Regions from separate parts of the Rattus norvegicus genome. Here region 1 is linked to region 2. Evidence: chromatin contacts called from public Hi-C data. All regions are on one chromosome and are shown on one strand. The core of a region is the stretch at or near the end of the contact, and the rest is flanking DNA. Distances in the headings are between cores, read along the strand shown. Region 1 overlaps Acad10 (acyl-CoA dehydrogenase family, member 10). Region 2 holds the start of Acad10 (acyl-CoA dehydrogenase family, member 10).

The links. A called contact is a pair of places that touch in the nucleus more often than the background predicts.
Region 1: a contact with region 2 is called in a Hi-C map of Schwann cells, with 1.7 times the contacts expected there. The contact joins the enhancer-like site here to the promoter of Acad10 in region 2. A contact is called at or near these places in 2 of 12 Hi-C or Micro-C datasets (the Rat2 cell line and Schwann cells).

What each region holds. Positions count from the first base shown.
Region 1 is chr12:40,599,684-40,603,731 of GRCr8, forward strand. Acad10 (acyl-CoA dehydrogenase family, member 10) reads left to right here. Exons shown (of 22, transcript NM_001398790.1): 19 at 2,761-2,904; 20 at 3,528-3,605; 21 at 4,038-4,048. Among named protein-coding and RNA genes, the nearest start is that of Aldh2, 8.5 kb to the right of the region's middle. Within about 2 kb of position 1,493, at least 4 of the 93 cell types and tissues checked have an H3K27ac peak or open chromatin away from gene starts, as enhancers often do. A contact at or near this core is called in Schwann cells, where this site is marked.
Region 2 is chr12:40,559,971-40,563,994 of GRCr8, forward strand. Acad10 (acyl-CoA dehydrogenase family, member 10) reads left to right here and starts at 1,945. Exons shown (of 22, transcript NM_001398790.1): 1 at 1,945-2,148. Brap (BRCA1 associated protein) reads right to left here and starts at 1,756. Exons shown (of 12, transcript NM_001271194.1): 1 at 1,565-1,756; 2 at 120-281. The coding sequence starts at 1,646.

The sequences.
Region 1 (4,048 bases), core at 243-2,742, 39 kb after region 2:
TGAGTAATCCTGAGTACACATAAAAAAGAATCCTGGAATCCCTCGGAGGAACAAAGCACGCTAAATATATGTCAGAAGTGACTCCATCGAGACTCTGTAAAGACCGTGTGACATCCTCCATAAAGACAGTTCTATACATTGCTCGAGAGATAAAAGCCTATAAGGCGCTGGGGGAGGGTTTCTGTGCAGGAGGATCTGGTGTGGTCTCCAGTCACACAGATAGCACAAAGGTCCCAGACTATTCACTGCATCCTCTCTCCTAGCTCAGGGTCTCTTAACAGCCATGCTGGTCTGGAACTCTCCATGTAGGCAGAGGTGACCTTGTTGGGACTCAGGTGCAGGCACCAGACCATCCCTGATTGGAACGTAACTTCATGGTATACAGATGAACTCACTGTGTTCCTAAATTATATTTATTTATATTTAGATATTTAATATATAAATTATATGTTATATTTATTGTTTTTAAAGCAGGCTGCTAGGGACAGATGTCATGATGTTTGCCTTGCACCCCAGAACTCTGTAGGCAGAGGCAAGTGGGTCTCTTTGTGACAGAGGCCAGAGCAAGTTCCAGGACAGCCAGGGCTACCTGAAAGGCCCTGTCTCAAATGAACAACTGGGCAGAGATTACTGAACAGTGTGTGGACTGTCGCTGTGTTTTCAATGGCCGGAGAGAGAACAGTGAGTCGGCCCAGCACATAAAGGCATCTGCTGAGGCTCATGAAGTGAGATTGACTCCTGGGCGGAAGGGGAGATTCAACTCCTCCAAGTTATCCTCTAACCCTCACGCTCATATAAGACTTTAAAACTATATCTATGCGCACCTTTAAATGCATGCAGAAAGTGTGGAAGCACAGATAAGAATCGTGTGTTTTGAGATGGGCTCACTCTGCCGCCCAGATTGGTCTCGAGCTTTTAGACTCAAACAGCTCTCCAAACAGCTCACTCTACAGACACACCAAGGCGACAGCCACCCCCTGTCAGGTGATGGGATACTAGGTATTTTTTTCTGTCTTTTGAATGAAAATTGACAGCCATGACACAAGATATATTATTGCTGTAAAAATTATTTTCCCAGGGATAGATAAATAAAACATGTGAGAGAAGAATGCTTTTGACTCTCAACCCTTTCTAAGCTGGAACTCCAGGCTGTGAGGCTGGCCTTTGCCAGCAGATGGCGACTTGCCCCTTGGTGGAGTTCCCTCAGTCCTTCCTACTTTCCTTACCAGGAGCAGTCTTGGCCAGAAGCTGGCTGGGGCTTTCTCTCTTGCCTAACTTCAAGCCCAGGGCTTCACTAAAGGGGTCTTAGAAGTTCTGGGCCGCTCTGTGGTGGTACACACCTTTAATCCCAGCACTAGGAAGGCAGAGAGAGGTAGACGGATCTCTCTGGATCTCTCTGAAGTTCAAAACCAGCCTGATCTACAGGACTAGGGCATTGAGGGCTACACAAAGAAACCCTGTCTTGAAAAACAAAACAAAACAATGTGGCTCTCAGCTCAAAAGAAGATTGTTGGGCTGGAGAGATGGCTCAGCGGTTAAGAGCGCCCGACCGCTCTTCCAGAGGTCATGAGTTCAATTCCCAGCAACCACATGGTGGCTCACAACCATCTGTAAAGAGATCTGATGCCCTCTTCTGGTGTATCTGAAGACAGCTACAGTGTACTTATATATAATAAATAAATAAATCTTTAAAAAAAAAAAAAAAGAAGATTGTTTCAGAGTTACATGTAAGCACTGTTCAGGAATACAGATTTAAATTACCTCAGATTCCACTTTGCAATCTACTAAGTTATACAAAGTTTCTTGTTTTGTTTTGCTTTGTGGGTTTTTTTTGGGGGGGGGGTTTGCTGGCTTGTTTGTTTGTTTGTTTGTTTGTTTTTTGAGACATGGTTTCTCTCTGTAGCCCTGGCTGACCTGGAACTCACTTGCTTCTTTAAACCAGCCTGGCCTTGAACTCAAACTCGAGATCAGCCCCCCTCTGCCTCTCAAGCGCTAGGATTAAGGGGAGAGCCACAGCTGCCTGACTCTGTTGGAAGACATTATCTAACTGTATCTCTCTCTGTCTCTCTCTGTCTCTGTGTCTCTGTCTCACTCTGTCTCTGTCTCTCTCTTTCTCACACACACACACACACACACACACACACACACACACACACACACACAGCATAGACCTCATAGTCATAGAGATCCTCCTGCCTCTGCCTTTGGGATTAAGGATGTGCGTCACCACGCCCAGGCTCATGAAGTTTGAACAAAGGAGAAAGTCACAGAACACCTTCAGTTGTGTTGATGGTGCTCCAGGCGGGCGAGTCACAACACAAGCAGAACTATGTCTGCTGTGCGCCTCTGGTCCTCTCCGATGACCTCCTTAACTCTTGGGTTGGTGGAAGGTAGCGATCTCCATCTTCACATTCCAGAAGGACTTCCCTTAGTCACAAGGTTGTCACACACTGCCGTGGGCAATAAATGTCCGTTGAGGCACCAAGACAGCCCAAGATTCCTGGCTGTGGACCTGTAACATTCCAGGCTCTCCAGGATCACCAAAGCTGTAGTCAGCCATCAGCCACCGGAGAATGCGCTCTGTAGGTGTGGCATCTGTAACGACCATTGCATTGCAACCGCCCCCAACTAGCTGGCAGGCAGGCGGTTCCCACATCTGCTCTCTCCTGCGTGCCTGGCTCCCCTGCAGGTCATCCACTCTGAGCCTCCCAGGACCACTCTAGGCCCAGCTCCCGAGCCTTGTCTCCCTGGTATCCGTAGGTGATGTCCCGCACGGCCTTCGGGAAGCCCCTTGTGGAGCACGGCACCATCCTAGCAGACATTGCCCGGTCTCGTGTGGACATCGAGCAGGCACGTCTGCTGGTACTGAAAGCTGCCCACCTCATGGATGTGGCCGGAAACAAGGTGGGAGGCCTCCGAGATGACAGGAGCCATCCTGAGGGGACACTGGACTCCACCCTTCTCTCATTGTTTGGCAAACTGCGGGAAGGCTCAGCTCTTGGACACTGATGACTGCTAATGTTCTGCTTGAACTCTAGAGGGTCATCTATTGCCAACCAGAAAAGGCCCGGGGAGAGAGGCGAACGTCCACCAAATGGTCAGCTCTGTAGCCCCAGGTCTTCAACAAGACCCAGTGCAGGAGGCCAATGAAGGGGGAGAGAGCTGGGAGAAGGACCTCACAGACCTGGTCCAAACAGAGCATTAGCCTACAGAGGAGCTCATTCCCATAGCAACGTTCCCCATTTCCTATAGTGGGTGGCCTTGATGCATGTGGACTGCCCTGTTACCTGGCCCCCGTGCAAGGGCCCCAGACCCAGGAGAGCTGCTGCACCAGGTAGTGGAGCCAGGCATGCTGTCCCTGGTTCTTTGATGCCCTTGTTTTTGGCAGCTTGAGGATGCCCAGGTCTAGCTTTGGTCCACTATTGCCTGCAGCACTGTGTCCAGCGTCCACCCTGACGGTCAGTTTGGTTTTCTGTGGTCCTCTTAGCACCTCATCCCGTTTTCCTTTACTCTGCCTTCTCCTGCAGGCTGCAGCTTTGGAGATCGCCATGATTAAAATGGTAGCCCCTTCCATGGCTTATCGAGTAATTGACCGCGCTGTTCAGGTGAGCTGCCCCTCACCGGCCTGCCTCGGGCTGTGCCTGCTGCCTTCCTCTCCAAGCCAAGCCGTGCAGGGCCCCTCCTCTCCCTCCCACGACAGCCCGTGCTTCCCTCCCTGCATTCTGCTTGCAAGTAGCTGGCCTCAGCCTAAGGAAGCCCTGTTGCTGCTCATACCCAGTGCCCTGACCCTGCGGGGTGCGCATCCTGACACCTGATCCCACACAGGACCACAGGACGTTCTCAGTAGCAGAAGCAAACCTTGTAGAATGGGCTCGGTGAGCCAGGCATCCAAAGGATGCCATTATGGTCCTATGTGAAGTCTGGGACACACAGTGGTATAGGGGACCCCTGGTGAGACAGCAGTCGCCAGCGGTTTTGAGCAGGCTGACACTTTGAGAACTCCGGCTTTCTTCTGTTTCCTGCTATGTATCTGCCAGGCTTTTGGAGC
Region 2 (4,024 bases), core at 695-3,194:
ATCCTTAGTAATAAATACACCAGAGGTGAGCCTCCTCGGCTCACCAACCGTGAAGAAAGAAACCACAGCCAGGGGCTCCTAGTGCAAGAGCAGCACAGCCAGGCTTCCTGAGGGCATACCTGCACTGGCCTTCATGGTCTCAATGATCACGTCAGTCATTTCCCGACGGCCAAGGTGCTGGTGGATGATTGCTGCTTTTTCCCCTGGCGACTTCCCTTCGAGGCAGGCGGCTGCTGAAGCCAACGTCTTCTTTTTGATCTCCTCATTGGACATCTCTCCAGCTGAAGAACACATGAAAGATTAATACCTTATGACAGAACAAACTCCTCTCACTTCTCAGCACTCCAATCAATAGGTTTTCTTCTCCTCTGCTGCTCTTTCCTTCCGATGAGGCGGTTTTGTTTTGTTTTTTTGCATTGTCTGCCTCAGTCTCTCTAGGAGTCCTACAAAGTCAGACAGCATTCATCCCAAAAAGCTCTGGAACAATGCGGCCATTCTAGTGACTTTTGACAAACTCACAGGGATAAAAGCCTTTCATGGGGACTACACCCAGATGAACTACCATGAGTTGCATCCCAAAACCTGTGAGTCTATGTCGTGGCCAAAATGCAAGTCTCATGAATAAGGGGTCTTTAAGAATCCCTGAGTTGTGACTGAAATTACCTTAACATCAGCTCTGAGGCAGACTTCAGGCTTGTCCAGTCCAGCACTTACCCAGACAACCCAGCACACAGTAGGAGCTTTCACTCTAGGCTTTGCTGATAAAGGTTTACATACTGGCTCTGTATGAAGTTACCTGTTTGTACCTGGTGCCAACTTAATTTGACTTTCAGATCTAGGGGTTACTTTGAGCTCTTGATAGCTGCTTGAAATACATCAGTCATTTGAGTCCGAAAGGACAAGACCACAACTCACTCTTCTACTGCAGCTCTAAAGGCTGCAGTGTCCAGTGATGCCATTCTTCCTAGAACAAGCACCAGCTTGGCTCTCCCAACTAAGTAAGTGGTCCCATTTCTCTTTTCCTTAATTTACCACATTTAGCTCCTATGCCACAAATTAGAGACCCAAGTCTGATTCAGGGCACGACCAAACTCTGACAGATACCTGGCGATCGCTCTCCCACACACACCTTTTCTCTGTCTGTTTGTTTAGACAGGTTTCCCTGTAACCCAGACTGGCTTGTGGTTGCCGGTCCTCCTGCCTCCACCTCAGGAGCCTCAATGTTATTCAGGTAATGTTGTGACAACCAAAGGAGAGCCGAAGCTGCATGGTCCACTAAGGAAATCTGTGGCCGGTGGTGAAAACGTCAGATTCTCGGGCCCGGCTAGGTCAGAACCCGTGTCTCCAGCCACTCAGACCTAACTTGGGGTATTAACCACTGGCCTGTCTGCCAGTTTGGAAAAGGCGCACAGCATCCCCCCCACCCCCCGCCCCAGGCCGCGCTTTCTCGCAGCGAGGGCGACGTCGAGCAGAGGCACCTGGCAAGCCCGGGGGCCGGTAGAGCGAGGGCTACCGACCCGCCGACCCGCCGACTCGCCGACCCTGCGCGAGGCCGCGGACTCACCGGCAGCGCTGAAGCCGAAATCGGCGGGGACCGGCGAGTGACCCGCGAGCTCCAGTCGGATGACCACCAGTGACACACTCATAGGATAGGCGCTGGTCGGCGTGGGCTCCGGCTGGCTGACGGAAGGCTGCGGGCCGAGCCCAGAGGCCGAGCGGCCCGCGGTCGGCAGCCCCGCCACCGCCTCAGAGCCGCGGCCGCCGCCTCAGCAGCGGCAGCCCCTCTCGCGCAGCCGGCCGAGCCACAACAACCTCCACTTCCGCCTCTCGGCCGCCGTCTCTGACCCGCAGGGTCGCGCACGCGCACGCGCACGCGCGGGCGGGAAGGGGCGAGGCCCAGGGCGCGCATGCGCCGTTGGTAGCCGCTTCTGAACCTTGGCTGACCGTCTGGACACAGTATTGTCCGAGGAGCGTGCGCAGTCCGTGCAGAGCGTTCTGGCTTGGTTTTTTTTTTTTTTTTTTTGCGCTTGACCCCTCTCTTCGTTTGTCCCGCCTAGTTTTCCCACAGGGTTCACCGAGACTCTGAGGGTTCGAGGAGACTCTGAGGGTTCCTGGGTCTTCGACCTCAGGGTTTGTAACTTTATGCAGGTATGGCTATGGGCTGGTTAGGAACACAGTGTCTTCATCAATGTTTTTCTGAGAGCCGGACACTGCGGGGCTGTGTGGGATGATGCTTTTGCAAACACAGAAAACAGACCCAGACAGGACAACCTTTGGCACTCGTGCGATCCTGAGCTAGTTGATCCTGACCTAGTCGCGGCATAACCACACGGGTGTGTGAAATGAAACGCATTTAGGAGACAGGGATATATAGATCATGGTTAAATTTGGTTTTGTTGTTTAGTTTTGTTTTTGGTTTTTATTTGTTTTGTTTTTGAGTCAGTTTCTCCATGAATTCCACGTCCTGGAATGCATTCTGTAGACCGGGCTGGCCTCAAACTCAGGGATCTGCCTGCCTCTGCCTCCGGAGTTGTGGGATACAGTTCTGCCCCACCACTGTCTGGCCATGGTCTAGTTGTTTTGAGGTTTTGAGTTCTCTCTATATTGGAAACAGATGTCCTTGAACTTCTGACCCTCCTGCCTCTTCCACCTCACCAGGGCTAGGGTTACAGGATTCTGCTGAAGGCTTTGTGCTTCACAAGATGGCAGGATAGAGCACACTGAGGAATGTACTTCGGTGGTAGAATGCTTGGGGTATAGGTTCTGGGTTCAGTGTCTAGTACACACACACACACACAGGAAAAAAGAAAGAAAGAAAGAAAGAAGGAAAGAGAGAAAGAAAGAAAGAAAGAGAAAAATACAGGTAAAATCAGTGCATATATGGAAAAAAATGACATGCTATACATGCCACAGTGTAAGAGGTGTGGGAGAGGCCGTGTACAAATCGCACCTGTAATAGGAACACACGATACATAGAGGTGCTTATGCTTTTTCCTATGTAATATGTCTCATACCCTTTTAATGCCAGGGTTTCCCAACTTCTCACACTTCACGTCCTAATAACCCTTTCGGGGTGAATGTATGTGCACCATAGCTGTCAGGAGTACTCTCACCTAGTGGTAACCACCAAAAACTGTGCCCAGATATCACTAAATGTCCCTCCTGTGGCCCAAATCACCACACACACACACACACACACACACACACACACACACACACACACACACACGAGAATAATGGGCTTATATGAAAGTGCATAGGGGTTGGGGATTTAGCTCAGTGGTAGAGCGCTTGGGCCCTGGGTTCGGTCCCCAGCTCCAGAAAAACAAAAAACAAAAAACAAAAAAAACCAAAAACAAATGAAAGTGCATAAAAGTCGCCCGGTGTAGATCATCTGACTGTGTGTCAGATGTGTCTGTGGTGCTCACGTTGACCTAGGGCCTTCAGCATGCTAAGCACAGGTCACGCTCATGAGGCACACTCCCAAGTCAAGTGTTAGATAACCTTAAATGGTGTGCCACATACTAACTTAATAGCTCCACATTTTTTTACCTTAGGCAATGGCACGCACACACACACACCCCTTGCAATAGGTACTGTAATTGTCCCCATTTTACAGAGGGGAAAACTGAGGCTCAGAGAGGGTAATGTACCCAGGACCTCACTCTCAGTAGGTAGCAGAGTCATTTTTAGAAACCGGTCAATCCAGATCAGTTATGCCTTACTACACCAGCCCTGTAATATAAATATATACACCATGTGGATGTTTATGAAGTATGATCAAAGCAGGAAGTCCACATTAGTCTAACCTCATTCCGATTGACGAGGAGGAAACAAAGACGCTTTGTGGTAGGGAAGATGCCAGTTCCAGAAAACAAGCATTGGTAACCATTAATGGGCAAGCTGTCATAGCTCTTCGAGGCTGTCGGTCACTCAGATGTGTCCCTTGCTCTTCCCTCCCTGCATCCCTCTCTTCCTTTTCTTGCCGCTTAGCCCAGGCTAGCATGGGCTAGCCTGGCATTCA